2 separate regions of the Gossypium hirsutum genome follow, and region 2 is linked to region 1. Evidence: chromatin contacts called from public Hi-C data. All regions are on one chromosome and are shown on one strand. Each heading gives the region's core, a stretch centred on a gene start, on an enhancer-like site or on the middle of the called end of the contact. The rest is flanking DNA. Distances are from core to core; before and after follow the strand shown.

The links. A called contact is a pair of places that touch in the nucleus more often than the background predicts.
Region 2: a Hi-C map of leaf shows a contact between it and region 1, with 2.4 times the contacts expected there. The contact joins the enhancer-like site here to the promoter of LOC107945824 in region 1. A contact is called at or near these places in 2 of 34 Hi-C or Micro-C datasets (leaf and seedling).

What each region holds. Positions count from the first base shown.
Region 1 is chrA08:77,320,693-77,325,984 of Gossypium_hirsutum_v2.1, reverse strand. It overlaps LOC107945824 (putative RING-H2 finger protein ATL69), which reads left to right and starts at 2,313. Exons shown (of 2, transcript XM_041074681.1): 1 at 2,313-3,144; 2 at 4,373-4,903. The coding sequence starts at 3,033. The coding sequence ends at 4,803. It overlaps LOC107945835 (RING-H2 finger protein ATL20), which reads left to right and starts at 4,993. Exons shown (of 2, transcript XM_016879982.2): 1 at 4,993-5,292. The coding sequence starts at 5,133.
Region 2 is chrA08:77,487,873-77,493,164 of Gossypium_hirsutum_v2.1, reverse strand. No RefSeq gene overlaps it. Among protein-coding and RNA genes, the nearest start is that of LOC121205029, 13 kb to the left of the region's middle. Within about 2 kb of position 2,309, at least 2 of the 9 cell types and tissues checked have an H3K27ac peak or open chromatin away from gene starts, as enhancers often do. A contact at or near this core is called in leaf, where this site is marked.

The DNA of each region.
Region 1 (5,292 bases), core at 1,064-3,563:
GTCCAATGTACTATTAGTCCAATCAGTTATATTTACGTTTCTATCTTCTAGGAGTCACCCGTTCTGATACCCAAGATAAGACATCTCCTTAATTGGACTTGATAGATGTCATATTAATCTTTTAATCGGTTTGCTCATTTTCGGTTAGACTAAGGACATGTTTAGATTCGTCTACTAATACAAGTTGCCTTTTTGTATTACGATCCGACCACGCAATATCTATTAGTATTAGTTAAACATTAGACAACCAATGAGCAACATTTACTTCTATTTTGCTTTGCGTGCAAAAACCATTTGAGGTCAAAGTATTAATGTAATTCATGAATTATTAAATAATTTGTTTGAAAAAATTACAAGCTTATATAGACAAAAATACTACACTTAGAGCACTAGATCTAACACACCTTCCATTGCACTCAATGTTACTAAATCAGCTCCAGTCTTCCTCTCCATCTTTTTTCAGTATATCTCATTCAATTGTTTGTGACGATTTCTCTCTCCATCAAAAGAACCCTCTACATTTCCATATTTAAAGTGTCTATTTGAATTGGTTTTAGTAGGTCACAAAGATCGATGAAAGCTTTTTTGAATTGGATTTCCCCTCCCATTAAGTTTAATATGGACGGTTCCAGTTCAGGCAATCCAGGACCAGCAAGTACTGGTGGTATTTTTTGCGACATGACTGGTAATGTTTTTATTTTCTTTCTCTAAATCAATCGAACTTGCTAATGCTTTTCTAGCAACGCTGCTTGCGATTAAAGAGGTTGTTTCAGTCTTCTAACTTGGAGGAGTAATTTTACCCTTATCATGGAGAGAGAAAGTGCTTGCGCGGTGGAGTGGATTCGTAATCCACCTTTAGCCCCTGGAAGATTGAGATTCATGATCAATGGCATTAAATCCACTGGGCTTAGTGATATTTAGTGGTTTGTTATATTGTGAAAAAATAAAAAAATAAAGAACACACAAATTTTACGTGGAAACCCTTTCGGGAAAAAACCACGGGCAGAGGAAAAAAAAATTCACTATGTCGAAAAATTGAATTCAATACAAGAGGAATAGACTATGTCTATTTATAGGCTTGTAAAGCCATATTCTAGTAGGATTGAAATATCTTATCTTAATCAATATAAAATAGATGGAGTTTAATAATCGAGATGTTGATTTGTTAGGCAAAGCAGGGTGCTTCTTTTATTCTGCTTCCTCTTTAGTTTTTTTTCTTTCCTAATTTTTCGTGTTTTTGCTTGTTTGCATTTTGTTGTCTCGCCTTTGCTTTGTGATTATACAAACTATGTTTGTTTTAGTGTTGTTTTGAATAAAATTACTACTTTATTTTTTTAATTAAAAAAAGAGAGTATGAATTGGAATCTTGAAAATCTTTTGATAAAAAAAAACTGAACTCAAATTTCATTTATTATACAAAATTGTAAGAAATTTATGTAAATATGATGTATATTTGAAGTTGTAAACAAGAATTTTGAAATAACAAATGTCAATTTCTATTTATCACTAAATAAACATAAATTTTAATAATAACTATAAGTATTACATTTATATATTTATCATCACAATTTATATTATTTAAAAATATAAACAAACAAGAATATATATACTGAAAATTAATATATCCATGTATCACAAGATTCTCTAAAATAATCCAAGATGTCAACCTCCTCCTTTGTTTCTTTCTATTTAACGTCACAGATGCCTCAATAATATATATACTGAAAATTAACATTTTCATTTTTAATGTATCAGACCACACTAAATTATCATCATTTTTTTTAAATATATATGTAGTCGCCTTCCGAGTAAGCATAAAATGACATCTTTGAACTCATTTTCTTTGGATTATCTGGTTTACAATAAAATTCTTCTAACTTTTCTTTTTCTTGTATTTTTAAAGTTAAATCTTGTTATTATCAACGTTATTGATTTAATTTTTATGCTTTAATTTGATCACTTTTAATCTTTATATTGATAATTTTTTTGGTTAAATTTAGTTACTAGTATTGTATGTAGATTTAGTTCATATTTTTTTATTGGATCATTATAAGTCCCCATATTTTTTAAATTTTAAAATTTTAGTTTTGACGTAAATGACAATTGTTAATCCATTAACTTGATCAGTTTTAGTCAGTAATATGTGGAAATAACAAACTCACATGTCATTATACAAATGATAATATATTTTTCGTATCAGATTTTAGAAACAATAGAATTTAATAAATTTAACAATTATCGCTTAGAGAGGATTGAAATTCTAAAAATTAAAAAATATAAAGACTAAAAGTGACCAAATCAAATAACGTGGATTAAATATACAACTTTAGTAAAGCACAGAGACTAGTATCATAATTTAACCATTGTGTAATAGTTGAGTCTCTCGCAAATTACCTAACCGAGGGTGCCAACTAACTCGAGAAAGCTTAAAAGGAAAATTGAAGGTTTTTTTTACTTAGTTTTCCGGTGAGCACCAAATGACTCTATTTGAAACCATCTTATTCATCGTCTTTTTTTTCTCTCTTCAGCCATCAGCAAGCGTTGAAATTTACCGTGTTTCATGTGGGAATCAATTGGTTCGTTTCCCTTTCCGTCTCAGCAACCAACCCGATCGTTGTGGCTATCCCCGGTTCAATCTCTCATGCAAGGACCAAGCCCAAACTGTCCTTTCGCTTCCATTTTCCGGAGAATTCAATGTCGTACACATCGACTATTTGTTCCAAAATATATGGCTCAACGACCCTGATCATTGCACCCCCAAACGTCTCCTTCATGGACTTAACCTATCCAGTACTCCTTTTGATTTGCTATATCCTCGAAGCTTCACGTTTTTCAATTCCTCCGCCGCTGCATCAACACAACTTCATCAAGCAAAGTATATATCTTGTCTCAGCGGCACAAACTTTTATGTCGTGGCTCTACCGGCGGCCCGACTCGATTCGTCGGCATCATTGTCAACGTCGTGTTTAGAGATAGCGACGGTTTTGGTTCCGTTTTCCTGAACGGGTTGGTCGAATCTTGGGAATGGTCTTATGTTGACATGGAATGAACCGAATTGCCTGAGGTGCGAAAATGGAGCAGGGAACTGCATGTTCAAGAGTGAGACCGGCCTGGATGTTGGATGCTCCGTTGGTTTTACCAATGGTATGTTTCTATTTTGCGGTGAAAAATTATGGAGATTTTAGTTAAAAATATTGCAATATAGTTGCAGTGAAAAAAAAAAAGTATATATCTTCAGCTACCATAAATATATTCAAGCCTTGCTAAACATTATTTGGATGAGGAATTTATTTGTAAGGACTAAGGAGAATTTTAAAGTATTTTTTTAGTATTTGCTAAAATAAAAATTAGATTTTTCAATTCTAGATATGGATTTTGTGAAATGCTTTTGATTTTTACTAAGAAATTAGTATTTATTGTGTCATTTTATACCAATGTTTTAATTTCTAATTATTTTTTTTTCTTTTTTACCATGTTATATATCTATTCATTTTTTATTTAGTTCTCAAACTTGGTAATTTTTTTTCAACTTAATCTCTAAACTTATTTTTGTTCAAATTAGTCTCAAAATTTGGAAATAAATTTTTAATTTAGCCCTTGAACTTGAATTCCATTAAGGTGTGATGATGTGATCACCTACTTTTTTAAAAAAAAATTATATAAAATCTAAAAATACAAAAAATTTTGAATTATAAATTTTTAAAATTTTTCATGTAATGATGTGGTAGTATGAAAATGTATCATGTCATCACACTTTAAGAGAAGCCAAGTTAAGAGATCAAATTAGGAAAAGTCGTCAAGTTCTAGGACTAAAGTAAATAAAAAAAATGTTTAAGGACCAAGGTGAGAAAAATTATCAAATTGAAGGACTAAATGTTACTTTATCCCTTATTTTTTTTACAAATCTAATAATAATCATAATGCCATTTTTTATTTTTTCTATTATTGTTATTTAATTATTTGATCAAATTTCATTGTTTAAAATTCTTTCTACTTACAAAAGTACATTTATCCAAACAATTCAATTAAATTGATAAAATTATATAAAAAAATCATTCAAGTACACCCTAAAAGTAATTAATACATAATACCCACATTCAATGGTGATATAAAAATATATATACTTGCGTGAGGTTTACTAGTTAATGGTAGTTAATGGAAAATGTGAGGAAAGATAAAAATGGGACATACAGAAAGAAAATTTCAAAATTGCTATCCACTTCTCAATCTGTTGGTGAGGCATCGCTTTCATGCTCCCACAACCACGTCAGGCGGCGATTGAATTTCATACTTGCGTCTTTCTTTTTTCTTTTTTTTTTTTTAAAAGATCAAATAAAATAAGGAAGATATATGTTTCAATATTTATTTTTAGGTCTTTCAAGACATGCTAAATACGGTATAATGTTTGGTGCTGGAATACCGGTGTTGTTCATCGTCGGCTTAGTAATTTACCTCCGCAACAAGGTTGAAGAAGACTACAACAATCGGCATCCAAATCAGCCAGAACTGTTGTCGACCACCCCAAGATTAGATGCTTCCGTCAAAGGTCTCGATGGACAAACCATCGAGGCGTATCCAGTAACATTGCTGGGTGAAAGCCGGCGATTACCGAGGCCTAATGATAATACTTGCCCAATATGCCTTAGTGAATACCAAGCTAAAGAGATGATAAGGACTATTCCAGATTGCGAGCATTATTTTCATGCCGTTTGTATCGACGAATGGCTGAAATTGAATGCTGCATGCCCCTTGTGCCGTAATACCCCGCAAACATTAGCTCCTATTGTTTCATCTTCATCATAACATATGATTAATTTACTTATTTTTCTTTGTGTATAATTTCTGTATGGGATCAATGTTAAAGAAATAAAGTGAAAACCAAACCCATCATTATGATTATTTATTTATTTATTCATTATCAACACCTACCAAAACAATTGAGGGTGACTAGGAAAACACAAAAAAAAAGGAATAAATTTCGTCGGTGAAAACAATACAACATAGTAGACAGCTAAATATTGTTTTTCAGTTTCTTCTGACATGCCAACTCGAGGTCTAGAAGTTTAATCTGCCAAAAAAGCAAGAACAAACTCTACGTTGTTTATAATCCTCTAAACTAACTACTTACATGAATGGACTTCTTTTACGTTATTAAAAGAATGGATTCGATTTCCATTCAACCTTTCTTGTTCATCATCATTTTCTTTTCTTTTCAACCATCAATAAGCCTAGAAATTTGTTCTACCCTATGCGGATCTCAAACTATTCGCTTCCCTTTCAGGCTTATAGACC
Region 2 (5,292 bases), core at 1,060-3,559, 170 kb before region 1:
TTATAATTTTAAAATTTGTAAATTATTATTATTAAATTATATTTTTAACTCATATTATATACATATTTCATTATTAATCATTTATTTATATATTATGTCTTATTTCATTTTAAACTGATATTTTTTATATATCATATGATTATTTTATAAATTCTTTTACATACTTTTTATTTTATATATTATTTTTTAAAAAAACTAATATATTTTTATTTTATATATAATTATTATTCTTTTGTAAATTTTTGTTATTATATATTATATATTGTATATTAAATACTATTTTAAAATTATCATTAAATATCATATTTTTATTTGTATTATAAGTATATTTCATTAACAATTACTCACTTTATTTTATATTTTTATATATACTAATTCTTTTATATATTTTTATATTGTATATATCATTTATGTATTAAATGTTGTTTTATAATTATTATTTGATGTTATATTTTATGAACATGTACATTGGTATTATATTACTATTTTTTTTATTGTGTATCATGCATCATTTCTTCATTATTACTATGTATGTTTGTATGTTTTGCTTATTCATCTTCAATATATGCTATGTATATCTTTATATATATGATGTCATGTAATGTATGTATCTAGTATATGATCTTTGTATTATTGCCATTGTATCGTTTAAATGCATGTTTTATTCACTTATTATTGCAATATTCTATTCCATAATGATAATGTGATTCCTCATACATTAATTAAAAAACAAGATTCTAAAGTTTTTAAAAATAAAAAAGGTAATGCTTGGTATTTGGAAGCTTCGAGAAAAGTAGTGCCCTAACTTATTGGGTTGCAATTTTTCTCGTTGAGTTCGAATAGTCAAGTACCCTTCTAAGTTTTTAAAATTTTCAAAATACGAGCAACTGTCTTGAAATTTCAAAGCGTTGTGTCCTAACTTACTGGATGTGGCGGTTTGTCGTTTCGAGATAAGGATTTCCAAAAAGGCTAACTTAGTGTCAAATATCTTAAAAATATTTTGTCCTAACTTATTGGATGTAATATTTTGATTTATTTGATATAAGTGAACCCTAATTTTCAAAAATCAAAAATATTAAAAGAGGATTGCATCTTAAAATTTTTAATTTCCGACCTTAAAGACATTTGATAATTAATTAGGTACCAATTTTTGAGCGTTACGGGGGTGCTAATCCTTCCCCGTACGTAACCGACTCCCGAACCCGTTCTTTTTATTTCGTAGACCAAAACTAATGATTTTAAAACAAAATGTTTTAAAGGTGATCCAATCACACCTAAAAAAATTGGTGGCAACTCCCGTTTTCGTTTTTCTTAAAGTCGATTCCCATTTTCCAAAACTCGATTTAAAAATGGTCTCGGCATCTCTAAATGGATAATTCTGTTTTTAATATGTGATATTAAATAAAAGGAAATATGATCCTGAATGTGTGTTAGGGTTTTTCCAGAGAAACCTAGGTATACAAGTTTTTTTTTTATGGACTTTGAAATTCGTTTTGTACATTTTCATTTTATTTTGATTTGAAACTAGCATTCATTTTAATGAAGATAGTACGGAGGATATGCATAACTGCAGAAGAATAAAATAGGATACGAGAACATTGTTTACTTTAATTTAATTTAACAACAAACAGGAATTATCACCTTTTTTTATCAATTAAGATTTATTAACTTTCGTATTATTAATAATTAGATTTAAAAAATAAAAATAGAGTAACTAAAAAGTACAAAAGCTGGAAAGATATAAAATGACAGGAAAGTTTCGGATGATAGTAAACCTAGATTTTAAGTCTTGAATAGTGAGAGGATGGATAATGACAACTCCAAAACTGCTGTTAGAAAGTAATTTCCAACTTGCAATTTAAGAACCTTTGCATGATTGAGTGGGAATTTTGAAGATAGAAGAGAAATAAATTTTAAATATGTTTGACTGAAAATAACATAAATTATCATTTTAATTTAGAAGAGAGAATTGTAAATTATTTCAAAATTACAATTTTTTTTCATTTTTTCTTATTAAACACACTAATAAAAAGAAAAAATGTTTGATTTTCCTCTCTTTTTTCAACTCATTCAATTTTACAATTTTTTTTCTTTTCATTCCACTCTATCAAATTACCATAAGAATTAAAAAGTGATTTAGGATTTACCTCTATAAATGCTTTAACTGATGAAATAAAAAGCAAGGAAATGATGGTGATCTGGTTGGGTGTTGAGTCAACTTTCAGAAATAAATTTCAAGACACAAGGGAAGGCCAAGTAGGCCCTTTTAACCCTCCGAAAGGAAAAAGGGTAAAGCGAATGGAATAGATTGATTTGCACTTTGGAAGGTTAATTGATACTATGTTTAGGATGCAAACCAAACGACATTGACTTAGACTAAAGAGATCACGCGTTTTCTAGATTATCAATTAGTAAGACCAAGTCAGCCTCAACTTATCTCTTAATTTATTTTATTTTTCATGTATTTAACATATTTAGCCTAAGATGCAAAAAAACATATTTAGTCTAAATCATTGCGTATAAAGTTTGTCAGGCTTATTCCTATGACATTCATCCTCCCATTTACTTTAAAATTTTAAACTTGGATATATATATGAAATGGTTAAATCATATTTAAATTTGATAATTATTCTTATATTAGGTTTTTAATTTTTTTATTTAAGTTAATCTTTGAATTTGATAATTGTTTCCATATTAGAGTTTAATTTTTTTATCCAAATTTATCATTGAATTTTTTTTATTTTAGTCCCTGAACTTTAAGGTTTTCAATGAAATATCAAGGATTAACTTAGACAAAAAAAAATTCAATCCATAATATGAAAACAATTACCAAGTTTTGGCCACAATTAATGCACTAACCCAAAGAAAAATTGTTGATGACTAGATGATCCCTTTTTAGTTAAAAAATTTGAACTCGGATATATATAGCCAGGAAAAACTTTTTTGGGGTAAACTACTTGAATGGTCACCCAAGTTTTAAGGTGTTTTATGTAACACCTTGATTAATTATATTCAAATACAAGTAAAACATGTGTATAATACAATACATAATCATTTTCAAGTCTTATACGGGCTTACGAAAGCTTTTTTGCTAACCTAAGGTCAAAATAGGACCAAATTGTAAAGAATTCAAAATGTCAAGTTGACATCACAACTTCGGGGGTTCCTCGTTGCTGCACAAGTCATTGACTAGGTCTTGTTGCGACAACAAGGGTCTGACGTCGTGACATGACCATTTATTTCTAAATGGTCCAAATTGGTACCTATTCCATCCACTCATTTATACAAGTTACTCCTTACATTCATTCAACCAAGCAAAGTACCATAATTTAATACTCTTTCCTAAGCATTTAATAGCATTTAACACAATTTATGCATAAATGTTACTTCCATTTCACCACTTCATTCAAACTTACAAGTAATTACCATGTTGATAACCTTTTAACCCTTTGGCATACTTGCATATACATATGGTCACAAATTTGCAACACCTCATGCATTTCAAATATACCAAATTACCAATTCTAACTTCTAAAGTTAACAAGTTCAAACAATATGCAAAATTGACCCGACCTAGGTACATGCCATATAATGCACCAAAGAGAGACTATATAAATATGGTTGAGTCGAGGATCTCTGGCTGGGTGCTGGAATCACTTCTGAAAACCTCTAGTTGTACCTATACTTATGCTCAGTGAAACAAACCGTACATTGAGCAATAAACCTCAATGGCATTTCCATTATTCAAGTCCGTTGCATACATTCAATTTGAATCCTATTTCTATCTAACCAATATACCATTCATGCCAATTCACAATCAACATGTTAATTAACATATACAACTAAGATTACCAAATATATCATATGAATCAATCCATACATCAATTCAATCTACTAATCTAAATATTATATCATGTTAAAATACTAGTAACATTGATGCTTACAACTTCTATTTGATTCACAACATTTGATATTATTAACATGTTATTTGCAAATCAAATCAATTGATTCACCATGTTTTCAAATCGGCCCTTCGGGCTCGTATATCCGGTTTGCATGATCTTTTTCGTGCTATTGATATTTATATATCGTAATTTATTGTTGTGTCACCATATCACATTATCAATCGAATTCATATACCATTTATACAATTTTACATTTTATACCCTTATTAACCTGACTCGGACTCAAATGGATATGTGGATTCCAACCAACACGCCAAGTTTGGCACATAGTGCCTCATTGAAACGTTTGAAGAAAAATACGTATAGCACTTATCGACATATAGTCAAAGTAACCCATACTCAATCTATCCTATGGCATGCTAACTATATATGACTCTGTCCAAACAATTAATAGGCTAATCAAAATTTCAATTTAATCACATAGTTCAATTCATACTTTAACATACTTAATTTATCATCAATTCATCATATGATATAACAAGTTTCAGCTCAATTTCATACCAATATCATATATCAATTAAGTCATGCTATTTTTTATTATATTCAATTTAGTCCTTTATCTCGATAATCAATCTCAAACATAACAATTCAATCGATCATGGTCAACTCACCTCAATACCATATTATGCCAAATATCATGAATATGTAATAATTAAATTGATCCTGAGTCATAGAAATATAAATTGAAAGCTCGCATCTTTCGTCGTTAGCTCTCATATTTCCTTTCCCTCTTGATGGCTTGTGTAACACGCCTTACCCGTATTCGATGCCGGAATAAAGTACGAGGCATTACCGGAGTTATACACAAGCAATCATGCAGAACCGAAACATAAATCTCCATCCAAATTAAAATTTTTCATATACATTCATATCGTCCCTACTACGAGCCTACGGGGCCTAAAACATACATTAGGAGTGGTTCGGGGCTAAACTGAGAACTTTCAAAATTTTTACAACACTTAGAAAATTTTCATGCTTTGGAGGGTCACACGCCCTTGTGGGTAGGCCGTGTTGTCTCACACGCCTGTGTCCTCAACCCGTGTAACTCTCTATTTATGACGTCATGTGCTAAATGAGGTCACGCAGCCAAGGCACACGCCCTTGTGCTAGGCCGTGTGGCGAATTTAATTTTCGCAATTAGGGTGCAGACTTCACACGGCCTGGGCACATGCCCATGTCCTATGGTCGTGTCTCTCATACGGCCGAGACACACGACCATGTCTCATGCTTGTGTACTTTCTACTGGGCATTCTGTTTCTCAAACCTAAGGTGCAGGGGACACACGGTCGGATCACAAGTCCATGGGGCAAACCATGTGTCACTGTAA